2 separate regions of the Astyanax mexicanus genome follow, and region 2 is linked to region 1. A link is a contact called in public Hi-C data. All regions are on one chromosome and are shown on one strand. The core of a region is the stretch at or near the end of the contact, and the rest is flanking DNA. Distances in the headings are between cores, read along the strand shown. Region 1 overlaps ndrg2 (NDRG family member 2). Region 2 has its middle 4.0 kb from the start of ndrg2.

Evidence for each region. Hi-C and Micro-C count contacts between places; a contact is called where the count stands out from the background.
Region 2: a Hi-C map of blood shows a contact between it and region 1, with 3 times the contacts expected there. The contact joins two enhancer-like sites. A contact is called at or near these places in 3 of 3 Hi-C or Micro-C datasets (blood and muscle).

The regions. Positions count from the first base shown.
Region 1 is chr25:26,344,186-26,351,032 of AstMex3_surface, forward strand. It overlaps ndrg2 (NDRG family member 2), which reads right to left. Exons shown (of 16, transcript XM_049472136.1): 2 at 4,397-4,490; 3 at 2,406-2,447; 4 at 2,204-2,309; 5 at 1,426-1,546; 6 at 525-587; 7 at 333-393. The coding sequence starts at 4,471. Among protein-coding and RNA genes, the nearest start is that of LOC125787642, 14 kb to the left of the region's middle. Within about 2 kb of position 3,621, the one cell type or tissue checked has an H3K27ac peak away from gene starts, as active enhancers do.
Region 2 is chr25:26,377,516-26,384,362 of AstMex3_surface, forward strand. No RefSeq gene overlaps it. Among protein-coding and RNA genes, the nearest start is that of ndrg2, 4.0 kb to the left of the region's middle. Within about 2 kb of position 3,801, the one cell type or tissue checked has an H3K27ac peak away from gene starts, as active enhancers do.

The DNA of each region.
Region 1 (6,847 bases), core at 2,371-4,870:
TTTATTCTCATATTTTATGCTTTTAAGCCAAAATGAGATTTGATCTTTAATATGCTAATTTTAATATTTGTTTTATTAATTATTTTTTATTTTATTTTATTTCTACCTTGTCTTACTGTTTTAGTGTTTGTTTTACAAAGTAATTTTTTCAAGTAATTAACTCTTGATGAGTTCAGCACAGCTGTTAACTGAAAGCCTGAATTCCAGGTGACTCTACCTCATAAAACGGACTGAGAAAACAATCTCAATTTAGTATTAATCTACAATACAGAACATTTTAAAATAATAGTAAAAAAACACTAAAATTACATAAAAATTATCAATTAGTTTACCGTGAACCGTGAGAGGATGTAAGCTCCTGCTCCGACTCCAACTCCAATCACAGAACGGAAACTGTACCACAGGAGAAATAAATAAAGCAGAAACACAGTTAAAAAAATTTGTTTTTTTGTGCATTGTTTTAAAAAACAGAAATAAATCAATAAAAAAATTGAACTGAGTCCTGACTGAGGGGAGGAACTCACTTGAAGTACTGCAGAACCGCAGGAATCATCTCTGCAAGCTGATCCATGGAGGCGTACTGATACCTGAAACAGACCAACGACATGCTAACTGTTATTTTGACATGTTATCACTGTATTTTTTACATTATAAGGCGCACTATCAATGAATGTCTATTTTATGGTGTATTTTCATACGTAATACACATCAGATTATAACAAACATTTAAAGAGGCACTATTCGGATCTTCTAATTCTTAGCAGGACTCGCCGCTGGGTAGTGTTTTGGGGGAGTAGCTAACTAAGTAAATTAAAGCTAAGCTAAGTAAACAAAACTGTCATTTTTAAAAATGGATGTTAATCTACACGGATTTTTCTCCTGAAAAGCTTCCATCTTTTACAGTAAGCTTAGATTCCTGAATTTCTCCAGCACTAAAGCTGGAGCATTAGCATTAGCAGCTAACCGCTAGCACCTGACAGCGCTACTCTGAGGAACCCTGAGTGTTCCCGTAAGCCAGAGGGATATAAGCTAGTGGTTCATCCCACGTAGCTTGTTTTAACACGGTACATGCACAGACACTAGTCCGATATACTCACCTCTGAACAGAAGAGAAAAAGCTAGCGCTTAGCGTGGTTACTGACTGATGCTAATACTGCTCCAGCAGTGCTAGCCAGGGTTAGCAGCAGGCTACAGTCTGATATACTCACCTCTCAAGAGCAAAATAGCTAGTGCTTAGTGTGGTTTGCGATTAATGCTAATGCTGCTCCAGCAGTGCTAGCCAGGATTAGGGGCAGGCTACAGTTTGATAATAATCATCTCTGAATGACGAAAAAGCTAGCGCACCTAGAAGCTAATGCTAAAACTACACCAGTCTCAGTGCTGGAAAACTAAACTGAAACTCCTGTATAACTCTGTAATTCATACCCTGCAGGGTAGGGGGCAGCGCCGTCCTCCTGTCCTGGAGCGTCCACGTGAACCACAGTGAAGTTCTTCACTATCTCCTGCATCTCCTCAAACTTGAAGAAAGTGGAGAAGCAACTCTTACCTTAGAGAGAGAAACAAGCAAATTTAGACAAAAATTAAAATGTAAATTAATGCTTAAGGAAGACTGTAGACTAGATTAGAAGAGTTGCAGTGCTGACGTAAATTCATGGCTAGAACAGCACTGTAGAAGTAAATGTATGATTAGAACATAATTACTGAAGTATATGTATGATTAGAAAAGCACTGCTGAGATAAATGTACAATAAGAAATGCAATACTGAGGTACATGTATGGTTAGAACAGCACTCCTGAAGTAAATGTATAATTCAAATAGGTCTGCTCAGGTCCATTTATGATTAGAATAACACTGCTGAAGTAAATGCATGAATAGAATAGCACTACTGAGGTAAATGTGTTTGCGTTTTTTACGTTTTTGGCTTGAATATTAAATATGTGTTAAATAAATATTTTAAAATATTATTCAATGATAAAAAAGGCAAAATATTCATTATTCTGCCAAACATGCTTTTCCATATGCCAGCGTACATTTACACAATTGATTTAACAATTTAATTTACACAATTTAAAGCAAACCGCTCAGTATTCTGACAAATGTTTAATTTTCCTTAGTTTCTATTTTAAATACCAGCATAAATTAACGTTTTTCAGTTATATAGACGTGTTGTATATGTATGTTTTATATATGTGTATAACGTACTCTCCATTCCTAGATCGTGGAAGGTGAGAATAGCAGGTCGCCGGGTGTTTCCTGTGCCATGCAGCGTCACATGCAGCAAACCGTGTGGAGTCTCAATACTGTGCTCCTGTAAAACACATTATAAATATATAGCATTATAAACATACACAGCAAAGAGCTGATCATTTTACATCCCATCAACCTTGTTTAGAGAGTATCTCACCTGTCCCTGATCCAGCAGTATTCTGGCTGCAATCTCAGCCTCCTGTAAAGAGAGAGAAACACAACAAAATATAAACATATAAAAATGCACAGTTACATATTTACCATATAAAAATTAGTATAAATGTGATGTTTTTGTGGTAGTTTTAGTGCTATTTTAACATATGGTCATCCATTCCATCGAATAGGTGCCATTTGATTGTTGTAACTCTTCCAAATTAAACATATTTTTTAATATATTTTTTCAACTCTGAATCTAATAACACATATATTTGAGTAAAAACTGTTATTTTTATATATTTACATCAATACTGTGTTTTTAACAATTGATTCAGTACGGTAAACCATTGTCTGTCTTGCGATGTTCTGATATATTTATAAATATCGTTCATTGCTATTATTTTTCTGAAAATATATCGTCCAAATATATACAGCTCTGGGAAAAAACAGAGAGCTCAGTTTCTGAATCAGTTTCTCTGATGTTGCTATTTATAGGTTTATGTTTGAGTAAAATGAACATTGTTGTTTTATTCTATAAACTACAGACAACATTTCTCCCAAATTCCAAATAAAAATATTCTCATTTAGAGCATTTATTTACAGAAAATGAGAAATGACTGAAATAAGGAAAAAAGATGCAGAGCATATTCATATTCATGAAGTAGTTTTAAGAGTTCAGAAATCAATATTTGGTGGAATAACCCTGTTTTTTAATCACAGTTTTTTTATCCACCAGTCTTACACACTGCTTTTGGATAACTTTATGCTGCTTTACTCCTGGTGCAAAAATTCAAGCAGTTCAGTTTGGTGGTTTGATGGCTTGTGATCATCCATCTTCCTCTTGATTATATTCCAGAGGTTTTTAATATGGTGAAATCAAGGAAACTCATCATTTTAAGTGGTTTCTTAATTTTTTCCGGAGTAGTATATTTATGAAAGTAAATTATACACAGTAATTTGTTATATAAAGCTGATTTCATTTATATGAGTGAGTGCACTGAAGTGATAAGTCTCAGAATCTCCAGCAGGGGGCTCCAGGAGCTCTCAGGAGATGAACCAGGTCTAAATCTATATTTCCACATACAGGAATCCTTAATTCAGCTGAATTTAAAACATAGGAAGCTAAATATATGGCAGCTGTGCCCCCGGCACCAGAGCCCATCACCAATAAGATCAGCGAGCCCTCAGATGATGGGAGGAGAGCGGAGCTCCACGTGACGCCGGGCGGAGGAGAGATGACGAACAAAAGCTCTGATGGCAGTATCGGCCGTGACGTAGAAATCCCCCGGCTAAAAACAGCCTGGCTTATTTCTGCTTCCATTAGTGTGGAAATAAAGATCTGTGGACTCTGAGCTTCTCTCTGATTCAGAGCAGCAGATAAACGCTGAGTTTAATATTCAGCAGATCTGCACTATTTAAACATCTCAACCCCTCTAAAGAGAGAGAGAAGACTTTAAACACTGCATATCTGACTGAGTAACTGATGGACAGATGAGCAGATAGATGGATGGACAGATGGAGAAGTACACAGACAGAAAGAAAGAAAGAAAGAAAGACAGAGAAAGAAGACAACACAGACGGATAGATGTATATATATATATGTAAGCAGATAAACAGATGGCTGAAGGGCAGACAGACTGACAGAGAGAGAAACCGATCAATAGATGGAGGGAAGGATGGATGAACAGATAACTGAATGGATTGATGGATGGGCAAACAGACAGATAGATGAACATATATATATATATATATATATATATATTCCCGGAAGAACAGTCTGCAGTACGTATAACCTCACAACCTGTTACTGTATCAGAACGAGTGTTTCAGTATATATAGTGTGTGTGTATGGTGTGTGTGTGTGTGTGTGTGAGTGTGTGTGTGAGTATGTATAGTGTGTATAGTGTGTGTGTGTGTGTGTGTGTGTGTGTGTGTGTGTGTGTGTGTGTGTGTGTGTGAGTGTGTATAGTGTGTATAGTGTGTGTGTCTGACCTTCACAGCGTCTGGTTGGCCGGTGAGTAAAGGCTTGTCCTCCGTGATGGCGATCTCCTGCATTGCGGTCGTCATGACGATTCCTTCCTGTTTCCTACAGGAAAACACAGAACATACATATATATTTAATATATAATCACCTTACTAACACACACACACACATATATATAGATACAAGCTTCTCTAAAGTCCATGGGGACCTGAGAGACTCTACAGGGGTTTAATCAGCATTTTAATTAGAATCTGCAGAAAGAAGTAATTAGCATTGAAAGAGAAGAGAGAGAGAGAGAGACAGAAAGAGAGAGTGAGTGATAATATTGTTCCTCCCTGCAGTGGGTTTATTATTCATGTAGTGACCTTTCTTATCTGACCATCTCACAGCACGCCCCATTTAACACTGTGTTAACTGGTCATGTGTATATATATATATATATATATATATATATATATATATATATATATATACATACATATATATACACATGGTGGAGTAACCCTGCTGGGTTTTTAATCACAGTTTTAATTTCATGCATCTTGGCATCATGTTCTCCTCCACCAGTCTTACACACTGCTTTTGGATAACTTTATGCTGCTTTACTCCTGGTGCAGAAATTCCAGAGCTGTATATAAATAATCATGAGCGTGTTTTATAATCTTACTACTTTTAGGTTTTAAAATGTATGTAGATTAGTTGTCTGTTTTAAAATAATTGTGTTTGTTTAAGTGTCTGTGTGTGTGTGTGTGTGTGTTGGGAGGCTGCCTCAGGGAGCCTCTGTCTCTCCATCTCAAACGGGAACGATTAGTCATCACAGCATCTCTCTCTCTCTCTCTCTACTTCTCTCTTTTATTCCCCCCTCTCTCTTTCTACATCTCTCTACTTCTCTCTTCATCCCTCTCTCTCTCCCTCTCTCTGTCTATCTCCATCTCTCTCTACCTGTCTTCCTCTCTCTCTTTCCCTCTACCTCCCTATATCCCTCTCTCTAACTCCCTCTTTCTCGCCTGTTTATTTCTCTCCATCTCTACCTCTACTTCACTCTCTTATCCTCCTTCTCTCTCTCCACCTCATTTTCTCCCTCCCTCTCTCTGTCTGTCTATCTATCTCCACCTCTCTCTCTACCTCTGTCTTCCTTCCTCTCTCCCTCTCTATCTCCATCTCTCTCTATTTCTCTCTCTACCTCTCTTCTTCTCTATCTATCTCTCTCTCTACCTCTCTATCTCTGTCTTCTTCTCTCTCCCTCTACCCCGCTGGTTTGCAGTGAGTATAAATCTGTCAGATTTCTGCAGAGTCACCAGGACGTGTGCTCAGGTGTGTTCAGGTGTGCTCTGCTGCAGCTGTGTGAGGGGAGTGGCCAGCAGGTGGAGCTGAGAACACACTCAGGTGGAGCTGAGCGGATCATCAGTACAGATTCAGCGGGGAACGGGTCTGAGCTGAACTCGATTTAATCCATCTCTCATACCGCGCTTTCACACTGACAGAAAAACAATCATTTCCTACGGAAGTGCACAACTGAGTTGCGATTTAGTCAACTTTATATAAATGAATTATTACGTCCATTTGAAGGAATGAATTCCTCTTTTCAGCTTCTGCTCTGTGATCTTTTGATTCATACCACACTTTGTTCATATCCCATTAGTGGAGGATCTAAAAAGGATTATAACTACTGGTTTTGTTCTTTCTGTTTAATAGAAAGCAGACAAACAAGGGGAGACATGATCGACTTGTTCCCTGCCAGTGTGAACACATGGTAATACTACTTTCCGATCCAATTTTTTTCTAGATTGTATCCTAATTAATGTAGTTGGTTGCTAGTCATTAGTGCAATTAATGACTATTTTAGTAGTCAACTAATCTGCCGATTATTTGTTAAATTTTTTGTCCTACAATCGTGCATGTAAAATAAAAGTTGTGCTACATTTAACCGTTGTTAATCTGTTGCAGAGCAGAACTAAAAGAAGCAAAAGAACTTTAAAGAACGGCATCCTTGATTTTTGGTCTAAACGTTCCTTTTAAAGAGCAAAACCCAAACATACTCAAACAGAGTTCAGAAATAAAGGCCTAAAATTAAATAGCAACAAAAAAGCAGGGAGCTTTTTTTTAGTCTGTAATTTAAAACAGGTGGTAAATTCTAATGTTATTTTGCTTTTTGTGTATGTGCGTGTGTTGTTGACAGACACATCCAAGAATAAAGAGGGATAAAGTGATGGAGGAATGGAGGGATGGAGGAATGGAGGGATGGCTCGCACAGAAAAACATAGGGACAAGAATCTGTGGGTCATGTGACCAGAGAGCATTAATAATCTCATACGCCACCAGCGCTACTCTTAATCTCAGACGTCTTCACATCCGTCTCAGCACCACTAATCTCTCTCTCTTTCTCTCTCTCTCTCTCTCTCTCTCTCATCCTTTTGTCTTCTCTCTCGTTTTCTCACTCTCGTCCTTTCTTTCTTACT
Region 2 (6,847 bases), core at 2,551-5,050, 34 kb after region 1:
TAAGTAATTATTATAAGATATTATAAGATACTCAGTAATTATTTTGAAATAGTAAGTCATAATTATAAGATACTAAGTCATATTTAAAATATATTATCAGATACTAAGTAATTATTTTGAAATAATAAGTCATAATTTTGAGAAGAATAAAATATATGTAAACTCCATATTATAAGTAGATTAGGTTTACAGAAAATTACATTTAATGTGTATATTTTTGCAGATGATGCTGCAGCTCTAGCATACACCATTATTTTAACACATTTCTGTAAATATGTAAAAACACTGTTTACGACACTTTACTTTTACTTTGCGTACATAAAAATATAAATTACACTTCAGCTTTTACTTAAGTATTTTCTAACAGGAGCATTTGTACTTTTATGTAAATATGCAAACATTGACTACATTTGTGGGTATTTTTTTCACATTATTAGAAACATAAACAGAAATATTCCTTGTAAAGCCCTTTTATGAGCCTAAAATATTTATTTGATCTGCTTTTGATGTGTCTGAAATAATCATAATTAGCTTGCTGATGTAGCTGATTTCTGACAGGACACAGTAAAACACTCTAACCTATATTAACATTACATTCAATATAGGAACAAAGAGAAATATTTTAAAAGTAATAGTAGGAAAGAGTAATGTGGGGAATTTTCAGATTATGTACTTCAGTCATTTCAGCCACCCAGTAATTAATCAACTAATCAATCAAACTTTATTTTGACTCGGATGTACATTGAGGGCAACCCTCATTTTCAATGTAGCCGAGCGTTTACAGAAACAGGGATTGACATGACAGAGAATTATTTTAAGATAACAGTAAATCAAATATGAATATAAATAGATAAACAATAAAAATAGAATTAGAATAAAATAAAAGAAATCATTTTAATTGATAAAAAAAATTAAGATCAAAAGAAAATAAGATTAATACAACAAAATAAGTTAATTTTAGCTAAAACTAACTTTTACATAATGCAATAAAAATACAAATAAATTAATTAACTTAAAAACTAAAATAAATAATAATAATAATAAAAAATAGTAATAATAAAAGAAAATAAAAAAGTTAAAAAGCAATAATACAAATCTATTTAAAATAATAATAATAAACAATTAGGAAACAAATTAATATGAAATAAAAAAAACTAAAAGAAGAACTAAAATAAAAAATAAAGGTTAAGAATTAATAAGATTAAGTAAAACAGGTACAGGCTGTCTGAAGGTGGTTAGATATTAAATACTATGTCTACATGTACTGCAAACACAAAACGAGCGCTGTTAGCCACTGTAGCTCATCTAGCTCTGTCTAAACACACTGTACAGACTGTGTATCTGGTTCTGCTCTCCGGTTCTCGTTCCACACTCATCTAAATGTTATAAGTGGGTTTAGCATGTGTTATAAACGCCACAGATTCATAGACCAGGCTGCAAATGAAGATCACCCAGCCCGGGGTCTTCACACACATTATATTAGCTTAGCGCTGTTGACAACAGTGGTGGTCTCTGGGAGCAGCTGGCACTTCTAATTAAGCATTAGTTCATGCAAAGAGCCAGTGGCCGCAGAGCAGATTCATCGGCTAGCAGCTACCGGCTAACAGCTAACAACTACCACCCCAACCCCCCCTTAACCATAGATATTGTGCCAATAATGCTCCCTGGTCTTATCTACTCCTGCTAACACAGATAACGGAGAAATGGCCCGGCGAAACAAGAAAAACGCTCTGAAAACATCAGCAAAAACAGCTACAAGTACTGGAACAGTTATCCTGAAAACAATTGAGACCCTTTATCTGAACCCACCTATTATTCTTGCCAGCAAAAGTATCAGAACTGATTTCGGGGGGTTACTCCCTTCAGTCTCCTTTTTAGCAAGTTAAAGACATTCTCTGTACAGTGGCTTTCAAAAGTATTCATACGTATTTATTGATCTTTTCCACATTTTGTGAAAAAAAGAAAATATACTTAATTGTACTAAAAATGGTCTGATTTGACCACAGAACCTTCTACCACACATTTGTTGAGTGCACGACTTAAAGTTGTCCTATCTACAGCTTACTTTGATCCACCTGAGCTGTGGATCTCTGCAGTTCCTCCAGAGTGACCATAGGTCTCTTGGCTGCTTCTTTGTCCAGTGTTCTCCTTGCTGGATCTGTTAGTTTAGGTGGATCAGATCTGAGCAAAAAATGGGATTTAAGCAAATTCTGTTGCAAAGCAAAATCAGGTGCGATATCTTCCCAGAAGAAAAGAATGCCTACCACCACTACTATTGATTTATGTATGTAATTATTTGCAATTATTGTTAAAATTGCACAGAAAATATATAATTATAAAACCAGGATGGCAGAGTTGTTTTGCTGATTTCTGATAGGACACAATAAAACACATTCTAACCTCCATTAACATCACATTTAATACAGTAACGATTACAGAAATATTTAAAAACCTGTGTTGTTTAACCCCTAATAAATGGAAAGTAATTGTAGGAAAGTGTTAATGAGGGAAAGCTCCAGATTAATGGGTTAACGCAGAGCAAATAAAGACAAGGCCCAGTTTTTCAGAGGTTATCATCAAAACTTCAGCAAGGCCTCAGAAGAACAAACACAGAAACCACCACTACAAAACCACTGGTGTTACTGGAACTGGAGATGTGGTTAGAGTGGGAGAGGAGCTGGAGCGAGAGACACTGGTGGAACAGAAGTTTAAGTTTGGGGTTAAGTTCAGGTTTGAGGTGTTTTTTTTCTGTACTTCTGTGTATTATTAGTTAAATCTAACCAAAAGTCACTTTACAACCTAAACATGTTACTCCTCATTACATTTACTGTTATTAGAAAAATATATGTGTGCAATGTCTGAATTGTATATACATATATAATACAAAAATTGATCAGTTATCACTTAATATTTAAAATAATATAACAACAGATTTGATGATTATTATTTTTTTATTATAACTTAAATAAAACTCAGTAGCATTGGTCCCAATTTTTGTCTACTAAAAGCACTTCTTATGATAGGGTCATTTTATTAAAAGAACGTAATTTTACGTTGCGTGTAAAGGGGTTACATACATGATGAAGTTGTTACTTAAAACAAAAAAAGTTGTTCTATTTTATCACTCTTTAAATATACCGATACATATAACCACTACTATTGTTATATGTCATTAATAGCAATTATTGTTAAAATATGCACAGAAAATGTGCAATATATTTTTAAAACCAGTATATATTTAAAAAAAAAAAAAGGATGACACAGGGTGAGATTGAGACGTCTTGTGAAATTCATAAATCTTTCACCTCTGTTTCTGCCAGACTCATTCATATTCCATATTTCATATCCTCCCATCAGAAATCGTGACTGAGGGACCAGAGAGAGAGAAAGAGAGGGAGAGAGAGATAGAGAGAGAGAGAGAGAGAGAGAGAGAGAGAGAGAGAGAGAGAGAGGGACAGAGAGAGAGAGCTGAGACAGGGTTGACTACATCTATGTAACAGTGCTGATGTCATGCTAACTGCTGCACTACAAAGTAGGTCAGCCACCATCGTGACGTCACTCCCAGCGGAGCCCCTCGCCAGCCAATCACGAGCCCTCAGTGGAAAACAGACGGACACGCCCACCCTGGCCGCCCCCCTCCCTCACTGAGCACTGCAGCTGTCTGCACTCTCACACACACACACACTCTCTTACACACACACACTCTCTCACACACTCTTACACACACACACACACACTCTCTCTAAACTGTCCTCCCACTAGACCACACCAAAACACACTCCAAAACTGCGGCTTCCTCCCCTCCGAAACCACCCAGCCCATTACAGCAGCAGACCGTGTAAAACCACACGCACTGCACAGCCCGTCCCGTGAATTATGGCCATGAGCAAGACTGTCCAGCAGTATGTGGACACCTGCTGTTCCATGCTTCATGGTGGTTTCTCAGTAATAGATTAAGGCTACTGAGATTAATAGTGTGTATTGGCCTCAATTGTGCTCTCTCTCTATCTCTGACTCTGGCTGCTGATGGCGGAATAATCAGAATAATCCAGTATTCAACATAGGTGGTTGCCAAGGTGTTGCTATGGTTTGCGATGGATGCTATGTTCTGGCTTGATGGTCGCAAAGGTGCTTGGCAGTTGCTACAGTGTTGCAAAGATATTATATAGCAGAATTTCATATATATTCAAATTATATTTCATAATGTCCTTCTGGGATCAATAAAGTACCTACCTACCGAACTACCTACCTACGCATCTACCCACCTACCTACATATTGGCCTCAATTGTGTTCTCTCTCGGACTCCGGCTGCTGAGATTAAGGCTACCTGAGATTAATAATGGGTTTTGGCCTCAATGCTGCTCTCTCTCTCTCTCTCTCTGACTCTGGCTGCTGATGGCAAAGCAGAATAATCTGGTAGTCAACATACTGTAGGTGGTTGCCAAGCTGTTGCTATGGTATGCGTTGGATACTATGCTGGGCTTGATGGTTGCTAAGGTGCTTGGCAGTTGCTACAGTGTTGCTATGGTACAGGTGCTGTTTGCTAAGGTATTATATAGCAGAATTTCATATATATTCAAATTATATTTCATAATGTACTTCTGGGATCAATAAAGTGCCTACCTACCTACGTACCTACCTGTGTATTGGCCTTAATTGTGTTTTTTCTCGGACTCTGGCTGCTGAGATTAAGTCTACTAAGATTAATAGTGTGTATTGGCCTCAAATGTGCTCTCTCTATCTCTCTCTGACTCCGGCTGCTGGTGGCAGAATAATCCGAATAATCCGGTATTCAACATAGGTGGTTGCCAAGGTGTTGCTATGGTTTGCGTTGAATGCTATGTCGTGGCTTGATGGTCGCTAAGGTGCTTGGCAGTTGCAGTAGAGGAGCTGTTTGCTAAGTTATATATATTAGTGACATCTTCTGTTGTAGATGTGACTTCCTGTTGTAAAATGATGTTTTCCAGATGTTTTAGATGATAAGGGTAATGCGTTACGGTAATATATATATCTCTGAAGGATTTTAATAAATATATTTCATGGTAAAGTTTATAGTTAGAGAGTGGGGATTGGGGTAATAAATGCTATTTTTAAGTGTTCTACGTAGTTTATATTAATGTTTTTAATTACATATCTTATTTTTGTAATTAGTAAATTATATTTTATTTAAAGATATATTTTGCTATAATAAAGAAAGTGAGGTGTTTGTGAAGACTGCAGCTGGATGATCTTGTATGGCGGGATGTTCACGGGTGATTACACCTCCTTTGGATCTAATGAGGGAAAGAAAAACAGGGCATTGTGTGACCTCAACAATAGCGAAAGCGAGAAAGTGAGAAAGCGAGAGAGAGAGTAAAAGAGAGAGAGAGAGGGGGATGAATGAGAGGATGTGTGTATATATGAAGAACAGAAAAACAGAGCGAGGCCTGGAGAGAGAGATCTGGTTTCTCCTCAGGAGAGCTCTAATCCCTCCTCTGTTTCCTCCCTTCATTTTCTCTCCCTCTCTTTCTGCTTCCAGATCTTTCTCTCCACCTTTTCAGAGCCCCAGCCTCTTCTCTCCCTCGCTCCCTCGCTCGTAAAGAGCCACTGGGACGGAAGGCCTGAATGGAAACTGCAACTCATTCTCCTCTGGAGTGTCTTTCTCTCTTTTTATTTATTTTTTTTCTCTTATGAACACTCCATCAACCCTTCATACAACAATGATGCAATATTCTGGAGTGAATTTCTGGAGTTTTGCTTGTTTATCTTGCAACAGAAAACACAGGAGCTCCACTGACTGATTTAAACCCTGACAGCAATTAACAGTCAGACGTTCATTGCTATCTTGGCAATGCAGCAGCACAAACCCAACTTTTACATCAACAATAAACAGAATAGTAAATAAAATACTATGTACTTTTGTACTTTTCCCGACGTTACGATAGCAAAGACACACAAGCCGTACGGTTATCAACTCGTTGATAGATCTTGCTTAGATGACAGATTTGCACATCTGCTGGATGCTGCTGAATAAACACATTCTCAAAAAGAAAACAGACAGGTATTTCAGCACTCCTCCCCCATCCCTCCATCAACCCCCCCAAAGGACCCAGACTCTCAATAAATCACCCCCAGGCTGTACAGTGCCTGTCTCCCTCTCTCTTACTGTCTGCCTCTCTCACTGTCTCTCTCATCTCTTTTGCTCTCTCTATCTCACTGTCTCTCTCTTTCTCTCTCACACTCTCTTTTACTCTCCTTCTGTCTCGCACTTCCTCTCTCTCTCCCTTTTGCTGTCTCTTTCCCTCTTACTGTCTGCCTCTCTCACTGTCTCCCTCTCACTGTCACTGTCTCTCTCTTTCACTCTTTCACTATCACTTTTCCTGTCTTTCTCTCTCTCCATCACTGTCTATTTTCTTTCGCTGTCTCTCTCTCACTGTCTCTCTTTCACACTGTCTCTCTCTCTCTCCCTCCCTATCTTGCTCTCCCTCTCACCATCTCTCTCCCTTTCGCTGTCTCACTCTCACTCTTTTTCTAGCTCGCAATGTCTGTCTCTCTCTCATTGTTTGTTCTTTTTGTCTCTCTTTTCCTCTCACTATCTCTGTCCCTCACATTGTCTCTCTGTATCTCTCTCACACTGTCTCTCCCTCTCTCACTGTCTCTCAATCTCAATTTAAAGTAGCTTAATTGGTATGAATTGCAATTAACAACTTTTGCCAAAGCAATGAAACAAGAAGTTAATATACAAAAGGTAAAAAAAATAAACAATACATATAAAAATATATATATTAACATATCACCTCTCTGTATCTCTCTCTCTGTATCTCTCTCTCACTCCCCTCTTTCTTACTGTCTCTCTCCCTCTTATCC